Linked DNA regions of Hordeum vulgare: region 2 is linked to region 1. Evidence: chromatin contacts called from public Hi-C data. All regions are on one chromosome and are shown on one strand. Each heading gives the region's core, a stretch centred on a gene start, on an enhancer-like site or on the middle of the called end of the contact. The rest is flanking DNA. Distances are from core to core; before and after follow the strand shown.

What was found. Hi-C and Micro-C count contacts between places; a contact is called where the count stands out from the background.
Region 2: a Hi-C map of leaf shows a contact between it and region 1, with 6 times the contacts expected there. The contact joins the promoter of LOC123444280 here to the promoter of LOC123444278 in region 1. A contact is called at or near these places in 4 of 6 Hi-C or Micro-C datasets (leaf and seedling).

The regions. Positions count from the first base shown.
Region 1 is chr3H:463,378,106-463,382,819 of MorexV3_pseudomolecules_assembly, forward strand. LOC123444278 (putative methyltransferase DDB_G0268948) reads left to right here and starts at 2,825. Exons shown (of 2, transcript XM_045120956.1): 1 at 2,825-3,309; 2 at 3,415-4,157. The coding sequence starts at 3,160. The coding sequence ends at 4,050. LOC123444277 (violaxanthin de-epoxidase, chloroplastic) reads left to right here. Exons shown (of 3, transcript XM_045120955.1): 2 at 1-794; 3 at 1,003-1,368. The coding sequence ends at 672.
Region 2 is chr3H:463,600,033-463,604,746 of MorexV3_pseudomolecules_assembly, forward strand. LOC123444280 (probable choline kinase 2) reads right to left here and starts at 2,635. Exons shown (of 7, transcript XM_045120959.1): 1 at 1,998-2,635; 2 at 723-844; 3 at 427-625; 4 at 1-29. The coding sequence starts at 2,390.

The sequences.
Region 1 (4,714 bases), core at 1,575-4,074:
AACAACTGTCTTGAGCTCAATGCTGAGATCCCTAGTAAACCCTCTGTAACCCCGCTATCAGTGTTCAGAGAAGAAAAGCTTAGCCATGAAGTTGCGGAAGATTTGTTTGTCGGTTGGCTGGACAGCTTGGAGTGGAGTTGGAGAGTTGTAGCTGGACAAAATCCAGCATATGACCAATTCCCATGCCAGTATCAATTATTCTACAGAGGGAAAGCTAAAGGTTCATTTTGGTATGAGCCAATTTTTCAGGTCAGGACCCTGGAAGGGAAGCTGGTTTGGAGGCGTAGAAAGTACAGAGTGAAAAGAGCTAGCATCCCTGGTACATTTTATTTCAGTGTGCTGGATAATGGTGTGGTTTCAAAAGAGTTTTGGACAGTTGTCGATGTTTCGGATGATTTCAGCTGGGGTCTGTTCCATTACCATGGAGCTGCTCAGGCTGCTGGACAATCATACACTGGAGCAGTGCTTGTTACCCCTGATGGGTCTTATCCTGATGGGGACAACCCAAGATTGGACTCTGCTTTGGAGAAATGTGGTATCAAGAAATGGGAGCTTTTTATGGTTGACAACTGCTCCTGCACGGGTGCGCCTTTGGGAACTCCCGAAGGTTCACGGCTGCATTACCAGATTGCTCCAGGAAAAGAAGCTGATATTATGCAGAGAATTCTCTGATGAATTGTTCACACAGCATGAAAGGGGAAATTTCTTTCCCAACTGATGTACATGTGCACCTCTACTTACACGGCTGTAAAGAATGGCGGCGCATCTTGCCAAATGGAACTTATTTGTAACTGGTAGGTATATTTTCTCATTCTTACATATACTGCTACTTGTCATATAATACATCACCTTTCTTGTTGCCATCATCATGCCCAATGCTTAATAACATAGATAAAGGGTTCCAAGTCAATAAATAAACTAATTCGATACAAGATTGTTCAGTAAAACTCTCCTGTGTTTCCAAATTGTCAATTGGGTTTTCTGCTTTTCTCATCATGACAGGTTGAGAGCATGCGGTGTTCAAGGGGTGTCTTCAGTACCTGTATAAATCCTGGATGCTCACACATAGCAGGACATAGGCCCGCATCCTGTGCTCGCTATGCCAGTCCCACTGTCCCCGATCTCCAACAACAGCCTCTCTGCAGTCTGCTGATGCCCCATTTCGTCCGCTGTACAATTACCTTGTGCAGTAAACGTTGCTCGTAGAAACTTGTACATTTATAGGAGAGTGTTATGTGACGCCTGTTGTTACGGTGCTTATATCTTTTACTGCCTGTTGTAAACCTGTAGTCAAAACAAGCCATTAGTTTGTAGATAACCAATGAACCAAATACTCTCTCCGTTCCTAAATATAAGTCTTTTTAGATATTTCACTAGAAGACTACATACGGATGCATATAAACATATTTTAGAATATAGATTCATTCATTTTGCTTCGTGTGTAGTCTCTAGATGAAATCTCTAGAAAGACTTATATTTAGGAACGAAGGGAGTACTAAATAGTTAATGCATGTGTTGTTGTAATGTTTAAGCATCTTGAAGTGTTCTCACTTAGAGCATCCTAGTAGACACCGTAAAAGGGTCGAACCTGCAAAATTCCGGCCAGTATACGGGTTTGGTCTGTTTTAGTGGTTAGAACAGACCCTGTCTCGTATGTTCGGCCCGTAAATTTTTTACCGCGGCCCGCAAAAAGACCCCTCGAGCCGGCATATATATGGTTTTACAGCGCGTTTACGGGTCGAACCCTAACCTCCATCACCGTAGCTCCGCCGCGATTCAAACACCCACTCCGCCCTAATTTCTCGTCGTCGGCGAGACAAAAAAACCACCAGCGGGCTGTCCCGACCATGGACGGCCATGGAAATGGAGGGGATGACGCCGAGCGTCGTCGCCGCCGCGTCTCCGACGCCGCACGCAAGCCGGGATCCCGGAGGTGGCTGAAGTATGGCCTCCGGCCGCCGCAGGCTTTCGAGCGTCACGAGCTCGAGGCGTACGAGCTCGCGGCTCGACGCGTCGGCTCCTTTGCTGCTGGGAGTTCGTTCGCGGGCGCGTCGTCCTCGCGGACCATAACTCCGGTGAGGAGAAGGGCGGAGGAGCTTGGGCCGCTCGCCGTCAAGCTCGAGGACGACGTCGACGAGCTGCGTGGAGGGGTCATCGACCCCGAGGATTACCTCCCCCCTCGGGGTGGGAGGATCACCTCATGCGCCATCATGGAGCGCTCGGTGAGGGAAGCGGTGGAGGACGCCGCGCGCAACCGTCGCTAGCTGGAGATCGAGCAGATCTTCCTCGAGCAAGGGGTCACGGCGTCGCAGGCGAGTGTGTCCAAGGAGGCGGACCTGCGCATCCTGAAGGCCGAGCAGGACAAGATGTGGATCGACCTCGACTCCACCTCCGATGAGGAGTAAGCTCCTCCTGCTCCTCCGCCGCGCCGTCGTCGCCGCACCCGTCCTTTTTGGTAGCATTGGGTCGGGTACGTTGCACGGCCCTCAGACCCTCCCCCTAGTAGTAGTATGCCGAACTAATGTAGTTTGATGAAGAACTGATGTAATTTTTACAATAACCATGCCTATGTTCGATGAATGATGTAGTAGTTGCTTCCCGCGAGCACTTTTTTCTTCAAATTTTATAATTTCATATACAGGGTCTGCAACGCAACATTTCGTCCCGTAAAACCTTACTTTATCGAATTGTAAAACGGTACACGTTTACATGTCGTGATTTTACAGTGTTTGTTAGATATGGTCTTATGGGTGCTGAAGCATATTGTGGATGCTCAGATAGTTCAGTTCGGTGCATACAATCATGTTGGCGAAGCAAAAATGGTGTGCACCACACAAGCTGGAGTAAGCAAAGTCGCATACGTCTGGTTGACCTGCTTTATACCCGAAACCCACAGGTTTCATTCAGATGTGATGCGTTCCAATGGATACGTGGCAGTGTAAAGTCTGAGAAACAAATTGCTGCAGTTTACAATTCTGAATCCTAGATTCCTACTGTAGTGGATAATTCATGGCTACATTTTTATATGGATCATGTGACCACATTGACTTTGACTTTGACTCTGACCTCCGTGATAATAGTCTATAAATTCCATCCAGATCCAGCCCTTCAACTGCAATTCGCACTTTATAGACCGACGGTTGATAGCAGAGCACAAGAATGGCGGGGCTGTATGAGAAGCCGTCGGAGACGTACGCCGAGAAGCGGCCGCGGTACCCCGAGGAGTGGTTCTCCAAGCTCGCCTCCCTCACCGCCGGCCACCGCCGCGCCTGGGACGCCGGCTGCGGCAGCGGCCAGGCCTCCGTCAGCGTAAGCCTCCAACCCTTTAAGCCACGCCGTCTGTTTGTCTGATCTGAACTCTGAGATGAGTCGAGCGAGCACCTGAAAAAACGAACCCCCCTCCCTCCTCCTCAGATCGCGGAGCACTACGACGGCGTGGTGGCGACGGACGTGAGCGAGGGCCAGCTCCGCCACGCCATCGCGCACCCCAAGGTGCGGTACCTGCACACGCCGGAGGGCCTCCCGGAGGACGAGCTCGTCGCGCTGGTCGGCGGCGAGGGCTCCCTGGACCTGGTCGTCGTGGCGACCGCGATCCACTGGTTCGACGTCCCGCTCTTCTACGCCGTGGTGAACCGCGCCCTCAAGAAGCCCGGCGGCGTGCTCGCCGTGTGGGGGTACAACTACGACATCCACCCGTTCGGGGAGAAGCTGCAGGGGACGCTGTACCCGGCCATGCGGCCGTACATGGACCCGAGGACGAGGCTGGCCATGGAGCGGTACCACGAGCTGCCGTTCCCCTTCGAGCCCGTCGGGGTGGGCCGCGAGGGCGAGCCGGCCGATGTCGACATGGAGGCGGAGATGACGCTGGAGGACCTGGCCGGGTTCGTGATGACCGGCTCCGTCGCGACGACGGCCAGGGAGAGAGGGGTGGACCTGGAGGCGCTGGTGAAGGATGTGATGAAGGAGATGGAAGAGGGGTGGGGGGATCTGCCGACGGTGCCCAGGAAGCTTGTGTTCAAGGCCTTCATGCTGGCTGGGAGGCCCATGTGACGTGATGATGAGCTGCTGGGTGTGGTGAATTGTGATCAGTGACCTTTGTTTTCTCTTGGTCAGAATAACATGTACGTTCCTAAATATAAGTCTTTTAAGCGATTTCACTAAGGGTCTACATACGGAGCAAAATGATTGAATATATACTCTAAAGTATGTCTATATACATCCGTATGTAGCCCACTAGTGAAATCTCTACAAAAACTTATATTTAGGAACGGAGGGAGTAGAGTAAAAGTTGACTGCTTATTACTCCATCCGTTTCAAAATCTCTACTATCAAAGCAAAGTTGTTGGTTCGCCTCATGACGGGGTAATGGCGCCGGGTATATCAAAGTGGAGGAAATCTCACTCCAACACATTTAGGCGTCGGCTGCGGTTCGTCTCACCGTCGTGTTGCTGGCCGGCTAGCGCCAACGATAGCCGGCGGGTCAACGCCCGTACTAGCGTACGATGACAATCCCTTGAAGGAGCATGCATGGTTAAAGTGCGTGTTGACAGATCCGACGAGGCTACAGGGCGCCATGATGCAAGCATGACAAGGCTATAGGGGCATCGACACCATGATGCAAGCATGACAAGGCTATAGGGTCATCGATCACTTTCGAGGCTGATTGGGCGAGCCCGTTCTCTAGCAAAGCCTGTGCCTACCAACTCCTTGACGA
Region 2 (4,714 bases), core at 1,385-3,884, 220 kb after region 1:
ACTGGGTTGAAGCTTGCGTACTCATAGTCCTGTAACCACTCAGGAGGTGAGAAAAATAAGATCAAACCAACTTGCCCTGTATTTAAGGATGCCAGGTGGGATAAAACTTCGGACTTCCTTAAGAAACTGTCATGACTCATGGCGTGTTGGTACTTGGTAGATAGCATATACAACAAGAAAAGAAAGCATCGGTTCTTCATGGTGCACCTAATCTCCAAGACTAAAACTCTGTTTTTAGTGGAGGCGTGACACCTTAGGATGCCGAGTGGCAAGGGAACAGAACTGAAGACAAGGTTGTATGAGATGAGAAACTTGGAACTTCAGCCTAGCAACGTGCAAGAGAATCCCCATTGCATATTTTACATGATTTCCATACACCAAGTAATTAAGGCCATAAGGAATTGCTTTTGAATGTATAGAACTCACAATGATGGTCAGCATGTTGGTCTCTTCATCCATCATGATGTTGCCATATTGTAGATCATTGTGGCAGAAACCAATCCAGTGGTGGTAATCCCCTGAGAATTCTTTCTCCAGCGAGGCAATTTCGTTCTCCAGGCAATCCAAGCGTAATTCGTTGGCTTGATCAGTTGGGCACAGGTTCTTGGCAGTTTTGAGCCAGTTCCTTCATGAAAAAAAAAATCACCAGATTCAGTCTCATACTTGTAAGTTGTAAGCCTGACAAAAAAATCACTTGTGCAAGAACTAAAAATTGTCCTTACTTCAGTCTGTCCCAGAGGAGCACATGCTTGGGACCAGGCATGTCAAGGTTGTGGAATTCCCTCAGTTTTGTAGCCACCAGAGCTGAAATTTCAGGATCGCGTAGGTCGGGAGCCGACAATGTCTGAAAAAACAATTGCATTAGTTTGTGTTTACAAACAGATAGATGGTTTGGCCACCTTGATAGCAAATCTCAGTTTCCGAGGGCAGCTTTCGCGAAAAAGTTAGGATAGCAACGAACCGTATTCCATTCTCAGTTTCTCAGCCCTTTTTCTTCACCCCAGAAAACAGCACATGATACTCCCTTTTATGAGAGCGACAGAAATATAAAGCGCTATGTGCTCTGAAGAATCTAGAACGTGCTACGGTGCCCTCTCATTCTTTGGCAATAGCATGACTCACATTTCAAAGGGACTTAGAAAGTGAATTGGACCATGCATACTGCCTACGCTTCTTCATTCTAAACGTACTTTGCCACCAACTGCGTTGGTTTTGCCAACTTAGTAATCGGCCTACTTCCTGAAGTCAAATCAATTGCTTTCAGGCCATGGATTTTCTAAGGGAGACGTTCCCTGTGGTCGTATGTGCAGTTATAGACGATCGACTACTTGACAAAGACAGCATCATCAGCTAGTGACACCACAAATTTATTGACGTGACAAGAAATAGCCTAAGGAAGAGAGATTTCATTTGATGACATAGCCTTGCAAAGAAAAATATACACACATCACAAATTTCTAGGAGATGTCGCAAGCGAAGAAACACAAGGCAGCTTTTGACTAAGTCACGTGGGACATAAATAATTCCGGCTAAATGGGAGTTGATTGACTAATGGCTTGAAGAAACGTTTTCTTTCTGAACTGATGGATAAGACTAGATGTGAAGAATTATCAAAAATTTCAGAATGCTCGATTCCCACGGCAGAGCATTCAACGAACGAGAACCACACTGCAATAAACTAGTCGGCCCCATAGCAGTAGAATCTCGTAAAGTATCAAGAAAGCAGTAGCTTAACCCTAACTTGCATATTTAATTTGACAAGAACAAATTCCACACTGCATGGTCCGGGTTAACTAAATTTACGAAAATTCCACCAAACACAAGTGCACTAAAAATAACTGAATCATTCGTGCAAAGAAACAGAGCAATTTGGCAGTTGAAGAAATTCGCCAAGAAACAGAGGATACCAGTTCTGAAATGGCCTCTGAACCAAGAAAGACTGAAAGGTAGAAGAAATTTGATAGCTATTTTGCTTATTAGACGCGATATGCACCTACCCGTGCGTGGATGAACTCCTCGACGCGGCCGTTGGGGAAGCGGCCGAGGAGGCGGGGGCCCTGGCCGTGGCGGGACATGCACTCGAAGGTGCGCAGCTCGTCCTCGCGGTCGAAGAAGAGGTCGACGCCGTCGCCGTAAATCCGCACCAGCACCTTCCTCACCTCCCTCTCCTTGAGCGGCCCCGCGCCGGCGCCCGCCTCGGCCGGGGCGGTGAGCCAGCGCACCTGGTACACCTCGTTGGTCATGGCGCCCTTGAGCGGCACCACCTCCAGCGCGCGGCAGTCCGCCACGTTCGGCCACGCGGCCGCCAGGTCGTGCAGGAGACGCCGCGCCTCCTTGGGGATCCTCGCCGGCTCCGCCGGCCTCTGGACCTGGCTCTCGATCGCCACCATTCTCGCGAACCACGTTTTCTGCTCTCTCCTTTGATCGAACCTGGGGCGGGAATGGGGGTGCCAGAGGATTTGGCGCTCTCGCCTCTTCCTTTGATCTTTCTGTTTCTTGTTTCTCTGATTCGGGTGTTCTTGTTCGTGAAGCGAGATTGGGGGAGAAGTAGGGAAGCTTCGCAACTGCGGGTAACGGGGAGGAGGTTTTGCTCTGCCTGGCGTGTTTTGGGATGGTTTATCAGTTTATGTGGTTCGGGGCTCCGAGGGCGGGGCCGCGCATAAATAGGGTCTGCCTGTTGCTTGGGATTTTTCCAGATGCCCCCTCCATGGTTTCTCTCCATTCTTTGCGAGGACATACCCCGGTCAATCAACCGGGGTCTTCTTGGGCACCGCACCGTGTTGACTCGTTGCTTTTTCTTTTTGCGAATACGCAATTTTTTCGTATTATTTCATTGATAGGAAAAGTTTGGGTGAGCAAAAAATGATACAGCGCATAACATAAAGAACGTGAACAGCAGATTACTAACGTCCAATCAGTTGGAAAGCGCTAGGCATCGGTCTGCACGCAGCATCCATCAGACTACGTATGCGCCGTTGGATGAGGGTCTGGGATCCATCAGATTAGATGTGATGTCCTGTTTTAGAGGGTTTTAATACCTGTAATTAAGCGGCTGGGCGTACGCAATAAGTGGCCCTGAACGCACGCACTGGACATATGCTTCCTTCCGCGGGAGAACAGCTCCTCTCCTGTGTCTTCTCCATTCAGATTTCTGGCGCGAATGCTTCCATCGAGAGACAAGTATCTGCAAAAGTGGCGCACCTAAGACGAGATATTGAGTATAGAGGGATTTCAGATGCAATCTGGCGGCATGGATCGGGTAATACCACAGGTTCGTGAGGCGTTTGGGGTGCTGCTGCTTCGAGTAATCAGACAAACATGAATCCTCCTGTGGTGAATATTGGAGATGAGGAGGTAACACGAACACCTTGATACATATTCGCAGTTTTTAGCTTTCTTTTTTCGGATGTTTGTTGTAGTTTTGATGTATGCTGGTCGTCTGATGCATGATTTGGCTGGTTTTTAACACACCATCGGGGATTGTTGATGAATCTGTAGGATAAATGTGACAGCGTAGTTAGAAGCACGATTTGTTGCCCTTCGATACATTTTACTTTGCTGCTGGAAGCTTAGATTGTATTGTCATGGGCTGTGTTCAGAATATGTTGTGATCTGTTTAGCACCGTATATGTTCAGATACATTCAGATATGGTATGTGTTCAGATATTTTCAACTTGTGCCCATTGTTTTGGCTCTAGGATATCATGTGTGCAATGTTGATGCTAAAAAATATGTTTCATTGTAGGATGAAATCATGGAGGACATTGAAGGGGGCACATATATTCCATTTGCTGATGATGCAACAACTACTCGACCAGATGCGCCATATGTTGGATTAGTCTTTGACACCATCGAGGAAGCACAAAAGGTGTATAATAGCTATGCTAAGAAGCTGGGTTTTGGCACTAGGATATGTTACACTAAGAGGACTCAGAAGAAGGGGTGTAACCACATAATCAGGAGAGAGTTCGAGTGTGTTCATGCAGGAGGGGAAAAAACCCAAGATGGAGGAAAACAAGCTGTGTGTGGTATGATGTTGGAAATATGCCCTAGAGGCAATAATAAATTAGTTATTATTATATTTCCATGTTCATAATAATCGTTTATTATCCATGCTAGAGTTGTATTGATTGGAAACTCAAATACATGTGTGGATACGTAGACAACACACTATCCCTAGTGAGCCTCTAGTTGACTAGTTCGTTGATCAAAGATGGTCAAGGTTTCCTGGCCATAGGCAAGTGTTGTCACTTGATAACGGGATCACATCATTAGGAGAATCATGTGATGGACAAGACCCAAACTATGAATGTAGCATATTGATCGTGTCGTTTTATTGCTATTGTTTTCTACGTGTCAAGTATTTGTTCCTATGACCACGAGATCATATAACTCATTGGCACCGGAGGAATACCTTGTGTGCATCAAACGTCGCAACGTAACTGGGTGACTATAAAGGTGTTCTACAGGTATCTCCGAAGGTTTCCGTTGAGTTAGTATGGATCAAGACTGGGATTTGTCACTCCGTCTGACGGAGAGGTATCTCGGGGCCCACTCGGTAATACAACATCACACACAAGCCTTGCAAGAATTGTGACTAAGTGTAAGTCACATGATCTTGTATTATGGAACGAGTAAAGAGACTTGTCGGTAACGAGATTGAAATAGGTATGCGGATACCCACGATCGAATCTCGGGCAAGTAACATACCGAA